Regions from separate parts of the Mus musculus genome. Here region 2 is linked to region 1. The links are chromatin contacts, called in public promoter capture Hi-C maps. All regions are on one chromosome and are shown on one strand. The core of a region is the stretch at or near the end of the contact, and the rest is flanking DNA. Distances in the headings are between cores, read along the strand shown. Region 1 has its middle 14 kb from the start of Gm35935. Region 2 holds the start of 2900092D14Rik (RIKEN cDNA 2900092D14 gene).

Region 1 (5,522 bases), core at 1,096-3,595:
TGTTGTATCCAAACCTGCTAAATAAGACATGAGTTATCTTGTGCACACACACACACACACACACACACACACACACACACACACACACACACACACACACAAATTGACCCCCACCTCCATGGAGCTTAGGCAAACCTATCATTTGTGATATCCCTGGTGAGTCAATGTTAAAAGAGCACAGTGCCAAAACTGTTGGCTTTGGTTTCAGAGAACCCAAAGCTCAGAAGTGAAACAGTAAAAATTATCTTATATTTCCTCTTATGGAGCATAGGCAAACACCCACTTAAAAATGATATGAAAAAGTAACTCATACAAGAAATGCAGCTTGTACATATAAGAAATTAATAGAGAATAAAAATATTTATACAACTATTATAACAATTTCAGAGGGAGGTAGTAAGGATTAATTGACATTCAATACAGATGAAGGTATATTCTGTCTCATATGCAGAGGAAATCTATCATTCCCATCAGATACTTAGAAATGCTAATATAAACACTTATGTGTGTAAAGGCTAATTATAACAACCTTCTAAAATAGTCTAACTTTCTTTTTTTGCTAAGATTAAGGAATGAGGCCTGCAGTTTGCCTAAGAGATGCAAAGAGCTGTTACCTGTCTTAAGGAAATTATTGATGATTCTTTTTTAAAACAGCTACTGAACACTGACTGATGATTAAACCTTTGGTCAATGGTAAGAAATCAGAGTTTGAATCAAGAAACTATTTTATATGTGTCTGGCAGGATGTGGTAAATTCTCTCCTGGCTGTGGCTATGGTGGATTTTAACCTCTTGTGGGTAGTTTTATGTTTTGCATATTGTCTTGATAATACGTTTTACAGCAAAACGTGTGTGAAGCAGCAACTTAAAGGTAGTGCAGGTATGGGGGGTGGTGATATTCTTCTCAGTCCTGTATGTCCCTGCTGCCTCACTGAAGAGCCTACCGTTGGGACATTGAGTGCTTTGATTACACACTGAATTTATATCCTTGAATATACTGGACAAAGGATCAGGATGATGATAAAAGTAGGGACATTGTATCTGATCTTCAAGGTCTTTTAATGATGGCACTAAAAACACTCTTCTTTGCTTACAAGAGTGTATAATTTTAAGATGAATTGATGAAGAAGTCGTCATTCAGACTGCCTATACCAGTGTTTGTTGAAAAAAAAAAAGTCACTACTAAAAGTTCTAGTATCTCCAGGTCCACTTCTGAAAGCCTCAATAGGTGTACTTAATACACATCAACTGCCTTCCTTCGCTGAGCGATTTTTTTTTTCAGCTCAAAGAAGGTAAAGGTAACATCATTTCAGATTCTGTGAGAGATCTTCTCTTTCTTTGTCATTCTAACCTGACCAATGGCAGATGGAGCTGAGCATGAAGCCACACAGCAGTGGCATTAGAGAGTGCAACAGAGCTTGCAGAACCAGTTAAAACCACACACTCTCCATAATGATATGCATGACCTCCAGATGCAGGAAGAGCTCTCACTAGCTGTGAAAGAAACCTAGCTGGCTGTAGGGATGGCTCCAGGGTGACCTGACTGGGCTGGGGTCATTAAAGGCCCCAGCTTCTTGTTCTGGAACAGACAGTGGCAGGCCAACAAAACTGTCACTATCTGTTCTGGTGACTATCCAAATGAAGCTTGGCCCAGCTTAGCAGCCTTCTGTTTATACTTCACGTGGCCGGTTTTTCTCCATGCTATCTGGAAGGTGCGCATCTTCAGCTGAAATAATTCACAGAGAGCCTGGGAGTAGCAGAGAGTTTGAAATGGGCAACAACAAAAATTAAAAATAAAAATAAATAAAAATAAATCTAAGGTTGAAGGAGAACATACACTCCTATTAAATAAAGTCTTGGCAACTACTGACTACCCCTTTATTTTAGAAAGTTCAGACCAATGAAGTTACAGCATGAGACTTAAGTTTCTGAAGTTGAACAATAAAAATATAGCTCAGAAATTTATTTTTCATAAATGTCTTTTCTTTACATATATATGTGTGTATATATATATATATTCAAATTATTTATTATTTTACTAATTATAATGTTGTATATGCATGTTTCACTATGGCTTTTTCCTTTCACTGACAAGTTAAATTTCCCTGCATGGCTTTTATGCTTCTGATTTACTTAGATATGACATAGCAGTGTTTAGATCCTATGGTCTTTTGTGCTCCGGAGGCATGGTTTGTGATGCTATTGATCAGTTTCAAGGGCAGGTTAGAAATGAAGCCAAGTCTCTGGAGAGGGGTTGCCATCACCTTGACCTTGGGTGAGCGTTAGACCACTGACCCTTGAACCCCAGGACCTAGCCACCAGATTCTGCTATCTTTGACTGCAGCCAAGCAAGTCAGCGGGAGCACGTGTCGATGTGGCTCTTGCCAAATCGGAATTGACTGACCAGTAGGACGCCTGCGAGCAGCGGGAAATGTGGGTTAAAGTATGTCAATAATGTTTCAGAAGAACGATTTCTCCCAAGAATTGTAGCCGTTGGAATGTTTTGACATTTATTCGGTAGAGAAATGTAGCATGTTTTGTGAAGCACTTCAAGAGGGCTGCTGCTAACTGCTGCGGGGTATTGATCGTCCTGTTAAATTGCACAGGCACACTTGGGAGAGCATTGAGATTCAGGCAACGGGACAGAAAGGATCTGCTGCACCCGATGGTCACTAATGGTAATTGGTTTCGATCCTTGCACTTGAAGAAACCATGATTTACTTGGCTCACTGATGAAATGTAGACACTAAATATTTTGAAAAGGAAAAAAAAAAAAAAAACCATACCATTTTTTAAACATTTACAAGCCAGGTCCTCCATACAGGAATGCCTTGTCTTTACAATAAATTCAGAGGTGTATATAAATACTCATCCAAGGGACCTACAATTCTGATTTTCTTCTTGCTGGTGTCTCTCTCTTTGTGTATCATTTGTCTACCAACTTGTTTCTCAAATTGTTCATAATTTAATTTGAGACAATTTACTTTTCTTGCGAGTTTTGGGTTTAAGGAGTATTTCATAATTATAAAAGAAATACCACATCAGGATGAAAAACAGGATCTGTTCATAAATGTATAAGAACAAATAAGAGAAATAACTTTATCTCTTTTCAGTTGTGTACTATTTTAAAGTAACCACTGTGCTATAAACTATTTAACATAGCTTAAAAATCCTCCCATATTGTACATCTATCAAGAATTCAGAATTTTAGTTGCTAGGTGAATAAATAATATTTTATATTGTTACTGTTAGATATTTTACTTATTTTGATGCTATATTTTGAATTCTACCTTATGAGTATATAAAAGCTAAAAGTATTAATATACATACCTATACATATAGGTAGAAATATATACTCTTATATAAATGTATACATATGTCACACTATATATGTGTGTTTATATGAGAGTTTATGTAATATATAGTATTATGTATATGTTACTGTATATAGTATATATATGGATTACTTTATATATTCTACATAGAATAGTAAGCGCATATTTCATGCAGGTGTCTAAATGTTCATGCTTTCTACCTGGATATATAGTGAATATAACACCTATTTATACATGTACCTCTCTGTCACTGTGTGTGTGTTTTCTGGTCCCAAGTAAAATGTTAATGGATTTTAAATGAATATAAAGGTGTACCCATAGATTGTGAGTGCCATCTTACTCTTTCACACTGTGCTCCCAAAGATGTGACTATTCTCATTTTCAAAAGAAATCATCAAAGCTTTATTCTCAAATTACTATACTAATTTATATAGTTTATATCAATGATTCTAAAACTGTATGAACAAAATTCTCAATTATTTTATATAATATATTTAATATTGCTTGAAGATTTGAATATTAGATAAACATCAAAATTAAGGAAGAAAATTAATAGAATTATAGCTCATAAACAGTATGATATATTAAACATGATACATATTATGTCATCCAATTAATGTATACTATACAGTCATAATCATATCCTCATAATCATAATAATTTAATAAAAACAGCTCTTATATAGATTAAGCTTAAATGTTGATTCAGGATGTAATTCTAATTCAAGATGAAAAATAGTCTTAGATCAGAGCATAGAAAAGAAGAAAAACTGTTCTTAGCTACTAAACTTGTAGAAGTTTTGCAAACCTCCATTAGTTAGGAAACCCCTTGACTGCCTCATGCAGCTGTTTTCCTGAGGCATACAAGAGTATTTCACTATTGTGCCAAACTGTAACACACACGTTGGAAGCCACAGGAGCTTCCAATCTTGAATGTAAATGGCCTTACTGTTTCTGTGGAATTTCACTTCCCAGTACTGGAGTGAGGGTTCATGAGAGGACAGACAGGTATTCCTTCGGGCAGCCCTCTGTCTTTGGTGTCAGCCAGCTGGTGGCAGTAAAATGGCCTTAAAGACTTCCACAAAGCACTGCAATCTAATTTTGAAGAGGAATCAGTGGCAAGAGAGATAAGGGGATTATCGTTTCTGCCCATCTCATGCTTGCATCTCATGGAACCTTGCCCATGGATGTGCTAATTAGAGCTAATTGCTCTGACAGACACTAGACTAGTAGAACCCTACAGAGATCACTGCACCTTTCAAATAGAAAAATATTTTCTTACTAATTCTACATGTGTAGATTTCACTTGTTTGTTTGAAGGGGAAGATTATTTTTGCCTGATCTTCACGATCTCTTATACATCTTTGCATTTTGAAAACATGCTTTTAAAAGAAAGGGTTTGGTGTGAGTGCGGAGCTGTAGAGATGTGTCAATGAACCTGTTACTTTTAGAGAGGACCTAGGTTCAATTCCGGCTGCCCACATGGTGGCTCACAACCGTCTGTAAGTCCATCTCCAGGGGATCTAACACACTATTCTGGCTTCCATAGGAAAGCACATGATACAGAGATACATACATATAGGCAAAGCATTAAAATAATAACATACAGACATTTTCAATAGTTTTTATGCCTCACACTCCCCTCCCGACAAGGGTAGTTTCCTAGCCCTCAAGTCCACAGGTACCTTTGGATTTTTGTATGCCTATGACTCTGTGTGTGTGTGTGTGTGTGTGTGTGTGTGTGTGTGTGTTGGTGTGTATTTCTGTGTAGATACTTAAGTTTTCTAGAGAATGGCTATTTTTTCATAACTCTCCAAGATATATTGCAATTTCTATAGGCACTTTTCCAATATAGTGCATTTATTGTCAGAAGGTGGAACTTACCAACCAGAGGGAATAAATCAATATGCCCTCTATAGCTCACGCTAATAAGATAAACACTGGTGAGCCAAATAGGTACAACATATACCTATTGGTTGGGTCTTCGCAAAGTTATTTTGTTTTATCCTGTCAAGTGTTCCTAAGGCCACACTATTATTGTTGTTTTTTACTATGTTATATTTATTAAATTACTGCTGCATGGAAAAATGGACTGACTGTAACTTAACATCCCTTGGGTGTAGGTTGTGGGATCTGTAGCATTTACAGTTGACTACACACACAGCCCTAACTAACTTGGGAAATACGAG
Region 2 (5,608 bases), core at 2,742-5,241, 1.1 Mb before region 1:
TGGTCCCTCTTGCTAGTCTCCGGGTGCTCCCTGGTTTTCACCTGAGGCAAGCTCTCACCTGACCAAGTCGGTTTCCCTAGGGCTTCCCAGTCCAGACTAGACTATGATTTTCCCCATCTCTTACCCTCACGTGAGTACACACACCACACACACACACACACACACACACACACACACACACACACACACACCACAGAGACGGCCAGGAGAGAATGCCTGTTGCCCTCTTCCCAGACCCCTCTGAGGTCACTTCCAGAGCCCACTCTTCCTCGAGGAAAAGCGGGCTCATCAAGAACACAGCCCACAGCCCACCAGAAGGCCAGGCCGCCGCCGCTGGCCGGCAGTGACATCATAGGCTCCTGCTCGCCAAGCTCGCGCCCACATTTTAGGATACAGGAACAAACACGGATGTGAAATCAAGAATGAAAGAGAGAGTAATCTAATTAATAGGCCATGAGCCAGGCTAACAAAATCAAAGAATCTGATTACACAAGTACCCCTCTTGCTATCTCCGCCTCCCCCACCCCCGCTCTTCCAGACTCCTAGCTAATTCCTTTCCTAGGCTGGAAAGTTCAGGAGGTAAACACAGGGCCCTCTGATTTCCTTATTGAAATCAAGATCAAGCCTATCCTGGGGCTCCCGCAGCTAGGAGGTCACATGGGTGACCTTCAGGCCCTGGGACTAGGAGCCCCGAGGAATTGAAATGGCCATCCTAGCAAAGGGGAGCTTACTGGTCCAGGGAAGCAGGGGCCCTCAGCTCTCTCATGCACCACTGCTAACAATAACACCTGCACTGATTACTTCTGTCCTCTGCGGCGGGACCTGGAGAAGGGGAGCTTTCAGTCTCAGCCGTTTTAAAAGGGTCTAAACATTTTTGCTGTCACTGTTACACCTAGCACTACTTTTTTTCACTGTATCACCTGAAAGATGTCACTGAAAGACTCAAACTCTCAGGGGCCCTTCCCTTCTTCCCCAGCACAGAAACGCACGCACAGCCAGGTATGGGTTGTTTTGCACTGAAGCATCTGCTCTAAGAGAGCCGACCCCGTGCATTTCCGGAAAGAACAAGGTTCTTTAACATCTTTCCATCTTAACGGTGAGAAAAAGCAGGCCCGCATGCTAAATAACGAGTTTCAAGCCTGTACCTAGTGCCGGGTACCTGTTGCATTTATTTTACAGTTGATTAATTACCCTGGAACTTGGGCAAACTAAACTCCCTGTGGAGAGAATATTTCTTCCTTCAATTTAGTTCCATAAGTTACAAGTTATTGTAGGCTCTTACTCTATTTACATACAAATTGGTGCATATGTGCCCATCTCTTTAAATGCATTTTGTATAGATATATAAAAGTGTCATTTTTGATTTAGCTTGAAGAGGTTGATCATTTATTATAAAAATAAACGAATAAATACAACAATATATTGTTGCTTCCAACAGGATAAATACTTTACAAATATATAATTTAAAAAACAAATTTAATTGTTAAAATTATTTAAAATATTACACTTATTGATAAAACTATGAATAGTATATACTGCATTTGATATAAGAACCAATTATTCTCTGAATGTTGAAAACCATTCATACAAAACCAGATCATGAGTATGGTAATGAGCAAACACTGGAGGCCAGGAAGAAGCAGAGGGAGTCTCTAAGATCAATGAGAGAGAGAGAGAGAGAGAGAGAGAGAGAGAGAGAGACAGAGAGAGAGAGAGAGAGAGAGAGAGAGGAGGAATAACCCTTAGCTAATACTAAGAAGGGAAAACGCAGAGCAACAACAGCAAAGTGACTAATATTTTAAATACACCTTGAATTATTTATTGTACAGACTTGTCAGGGGAAGGTGATTGGGTAGATGGGGTGATCAAAGCTTGGATAGTGGCTCGGGAGCCACACTCTACTGTAAACTATAACTGGGCCTAGTTTGAAAGTAGCCAAGCTGATGGACCAGAACTTTGTCACTTTCCTTTGGGTTGGAAGGGGAAGAGTAGGCAGTCTGAAATGGAGGAAACAAATGGGCAGTTTACGAAGCACAAGACATTTGTGCTGCATAAGAACACAATGACCAAATTCTTTTTTTTTTAAAGACCTGGTGATATACAACAATATGTTCATTATTTACATGTGTAACAATATGAGCCTTAGCACAAAAACTCTCATATCTTCTCTGCTGTGTTTCAACCATCAATTTCATTTTGTAAATACATTCAAAGGATTGACTTTAAAACAAAAAGTGCAAGCGTCAGCTTACTTTACACAACACACAATGACAAGCAAAACTGCTTGGTTTGCCTATCTTCTTCAATCAAAAACGTACTCTGCTACCCATAGATCTGGGCTTCTTCCAAAGTAACCAGCAAATAGAAGACAGGGTAAAATCTAACATTAGCTCTTTTGTCATGAGCTAAATCAAGAAAGCAGATACCTCCTGGCATTTAAAATAGACCCATTCCTTTCCTAGTCAGGCACCACCATTCCAGCAGGAAAACAAAACAAAACATCAAACAAACAAACAACAAAACAAAACAAAACCTCGCCCTTAATCAAACAACAAAAATAAAACAAAAACAAAAACCCACCAAGATCCCTGTCACACACCAGTGATGTGTTCCATTTACAAACAGCCTGGCCCATTCCTCACTTTCAGGGAGGCCTTCTTGGCTTACCCTCAGAGCCTCTAAAACAACAACAACAACAACAACAACAACAACAACAAAACAAACAAATAAAAAGATGATGACTCTCACCCTACCCCAACTCCAGGCAGTGTGATAACAATAACAGGAGAAACAGAAAACAAAAGCAAAGAGAAAAATAAAATGTGGTTTCTTATCTGTACCTTCATGTCTTTCTGTTTAATAAATATGGCCTTTTCCAGATTTCATGAATCAGAATGCTGGTGATTTTTTTTTTTTTTACTACAATTTGGTATCTAAAATAATGCAACCCAAATACATGGTTGTCTGGCTGGGCTCAATTTGTGCTATTGGGTCTGTCTGTGAGAAACTATTTCTTGTCCTCATAGTTTCCCAGAATTTTTTAACCCTTGAATCTATATTGGGGGAGGGGAAGCCAGCAAAGATTAGGCAAAAGGTGAATGGTAGCTGAGATTGGGGGAAATGCCTGTGTAAAAATCATTGTTTTTCCACCTAAGTACTTAAAAAAAAAAAAAAAAAAACCACATACAATACAAGGACTCAACCAATCAGAGCCTTTCTCCTCTTTATCTCTCATACCCTGAGGTGTTGTATTTCCAGCTTGTAAATACTGATGCATCAACTTGATAAATGTGACCATCCTGCAGGGTCTTATCTAAAAAGTGACCAAAATAACTAAAGCCTAGGCATTGGTAAGGAAGATGAAGAGTTACTATGCCTCTGAAGGACCAAACCACAGAAATGGGCAGCCTGGAGTCTGCGCTAGGGACAATCTCAGCACAGAGCAAAGCAGGGCTCAGTACCATCATCTTTCATGAAAGAAATATAGGAAGAAAAGCAAATATAGGCTTAATAATGGAAATTTAATCACACATAGTTATCAATGGGGAGTAACTGATATCAAAATATTTCATGAATTTATAAGCTATCCTTCGCAACTATTGATCCACAAAGACAGAAAGAGAAAGAAAAGAAAGAAAGAAAGAAAGAAAGAAAGAAAGAAAGAGAGGAAAGAAGGAAGGAAAAGAAAGGAAGAAAGAAAAAAACAGGGATATATTGGAAGGCAAGGTGATCAAAAAGAGGCTGACCTAAGAGGAACTGTATTTACCATGACTGGCTGGTGGGCATATTTTCACTGGTGATGTAGCAAAACACAGGTACTTTCAAGAAAATGGCTAATATTTATAGATCACTCAGCAAAAACACTAGAGACACCCATTGAAACTGAGGGTAAGGAGAATATTGTGAAATTTATGGACCAACAAGGAGTGAATAACCACTATTGCTAAAGCAACTCCTTTTAGCAACCCTAGCCTGTTCTGGAGGTTTCAAACATACCTTTGCGTGGGGAAGCTCCGCTCTCTTAATGCTATGACTTAAGGGTCTGCATTAGTAAAAAAATATTTTCTAAAGGATTCTTTTCTTCCCACACAGTGTTTATGCATCAGACACAGACCATTTCATTCTAACAAATTTATTTTCTCAATCAGCTCTTACGGAATCACTACTCAAATTAAATTACAATCAAATGATCACATCAAAAGATACCCTTATTACCTAACAACTGTCCATATTTTCATTTCATTTTGATTTGTGCTCGTCTGAAAAAAACACGTAATACAAGATCTGGGGAAAAATAAATTACCGTTTTGCAGCAGTTCATAAGTATTTTGAATAAAATATTAAAAGAAGTCATTTAATGAAAATATAAAGCAAATATTTTTAGATCAACAACGGATCTAACGATTCTATATTGCCGTCATTTGAAAAGTCTGTTTATTAAAACCTACCAAAAACACTGCTTGGAAATGGCAGTATTACATAATCACATCCGCAGCACCCATTCAATCAAAGTTGGCAACGCATTGAGGGCAGAAGTCAAGGGAAGTGCGCGGTTGGTGCTGTCTTTCCACACCCTTTTATCGGAGTCAGTCCAGAAATAAAAAATAAAAAATGTTAATAAAAAAAATATTAGCGGCGGAATCTTTAGGCATGGTCCACCCCGAGCGGCAGTCAGCAAAGCCCGGGTTTGGTGGTGGAGGCCTGGCCCTTGTGGGCGGTCTCAGAGGCTGGGCCCGGGCCCCGCTTTTGTGCCCTCTCCGCTAGTGGATTGCGGCTGGACGTACCTACCCTTCAGCCTCACCCAGCCTTGGCTCTTTCGCGATGCTTTTATTTCCAAGTTTACTGCGGAGGATGCTTTCTTTTGGCTTTCTTGTTCAGTCTGTGAACTTCAGAAGCGGCGAATCTTCCCCCCCAGACTCTGTTTCTCCCTTCTTCCCATTTCTTAGTTGATTTATTTGTTCCCCAAAGACTTGAATATGGCCAAGAAAAACACTGTCCAAGAGCAGAGTCAGACCTGCAGGAAACCTGGTGCGTCTTTCTTTTCAGGTCGCTCCCCATAAAGAAAGTTTCCATGGATCTTTTAGGCAGCCCTTTTGGAAGAAGTGGAAGAAAGAGGGGGGGGGTGTCTCTCTCTTATCTCCGAGGCAGGTGTTCTCCACCGACGACGCCATGCAGGACATCTCGGTGTGGACAGTACCTCAAGTGTGCAGTTTAGGTGCGTTAGGCATCTTCACCCTTCTTTCAAAACAGAAGCAGAACACCACCACAGTATAAACGAGATGTCCCTGTTGCCCCTTTTCCTCTTCCGGTTTTGTTTGTTATATATGCATATAAAACAGTCTTGGTATTTATTATGCTTAAAAATTTTTTTGGTCCCTCCTTTCTTGGACTTCAGAAAGAGTCTCATCGGTCTCCAGCTGTCCTCCCCCCTCCTGGGGCCGTGGCACGCCTGTCTTTGGGCGGAGGGGAGGAGGCCTAGATGCCCTGGCACTGGCCAGGTGCTGGGTCTGCGCGGCGGCAGCGGCGGCGGCGGCGACGGTGACGGCGGCGGCGGCGGCAGCAGCAGCAGCGGTGGTTCTCGGCGGCGGCGGCTCGGAGACGGCGGCGA

Evidence for each region. Promoter capture Hi-C pulls out the DNA fragments that hold promoters and counts their contacts.
Region 2: a contact with region 1 is called in a promoter capture Hi-C map of liver, with 7 times the contacts expected there. The contact joins the promoter of 2900092D14Rik here to the enhancer-like site in region 1. A contact is called at or near these places in 10 of 39 promoter capture datasets (the 3T3-L1 cell line, the C10 cell line, the HPC-7 cell line and 5 more), 1 of 484 Hi-C or Micro-C datasets (cerebellar granule neurons), 7 of 115 datasets of contacts at active chromatin or transcription factors (astrocytes, differentiating embryonic stem cells, embryonic forebrain and 4 more) and 1 of 9 other capture datasets (embryonic tail).

The regions. Positions count from the first base shown.
Region 1 is chr1:41,556,279-41,561,800 of GRCm38.p6, reverse strand. No RefSeq gene overlaps it. Among named protein-coding and RNA genes, the nearest start is that of Gm35935, 14 kb to the left of the region's middle. Within about 2 kb of position 2,345, at least 5 of the 459 cell types and tissues checked have an H3K27ac peak or open chromatin away from gene starts, as enhancers often do. A contact at or near this core is called in liver, where this site is marked.
Region 2 is chr1:42,698,719-42,704,326 of GRCm38.p6, reverse strand. It overlaps 2900092D14Rik (RIKEN cDNA 2900092D14 gene), which reads right to left and starts at 3,991. Exons shown (of 1, transcript NR_027891.1): 1 at 1,151-3,991. It overlaps Pou3f3 (POU domain, class 3, transcription factor 3), which reads right to left. Exons shown (of 1, transcript NM_008900.3): 1 at 4,117-5,608. All of the region lies in intron 1 of Gm46091 (predicted gene, 46091), which reads right to left.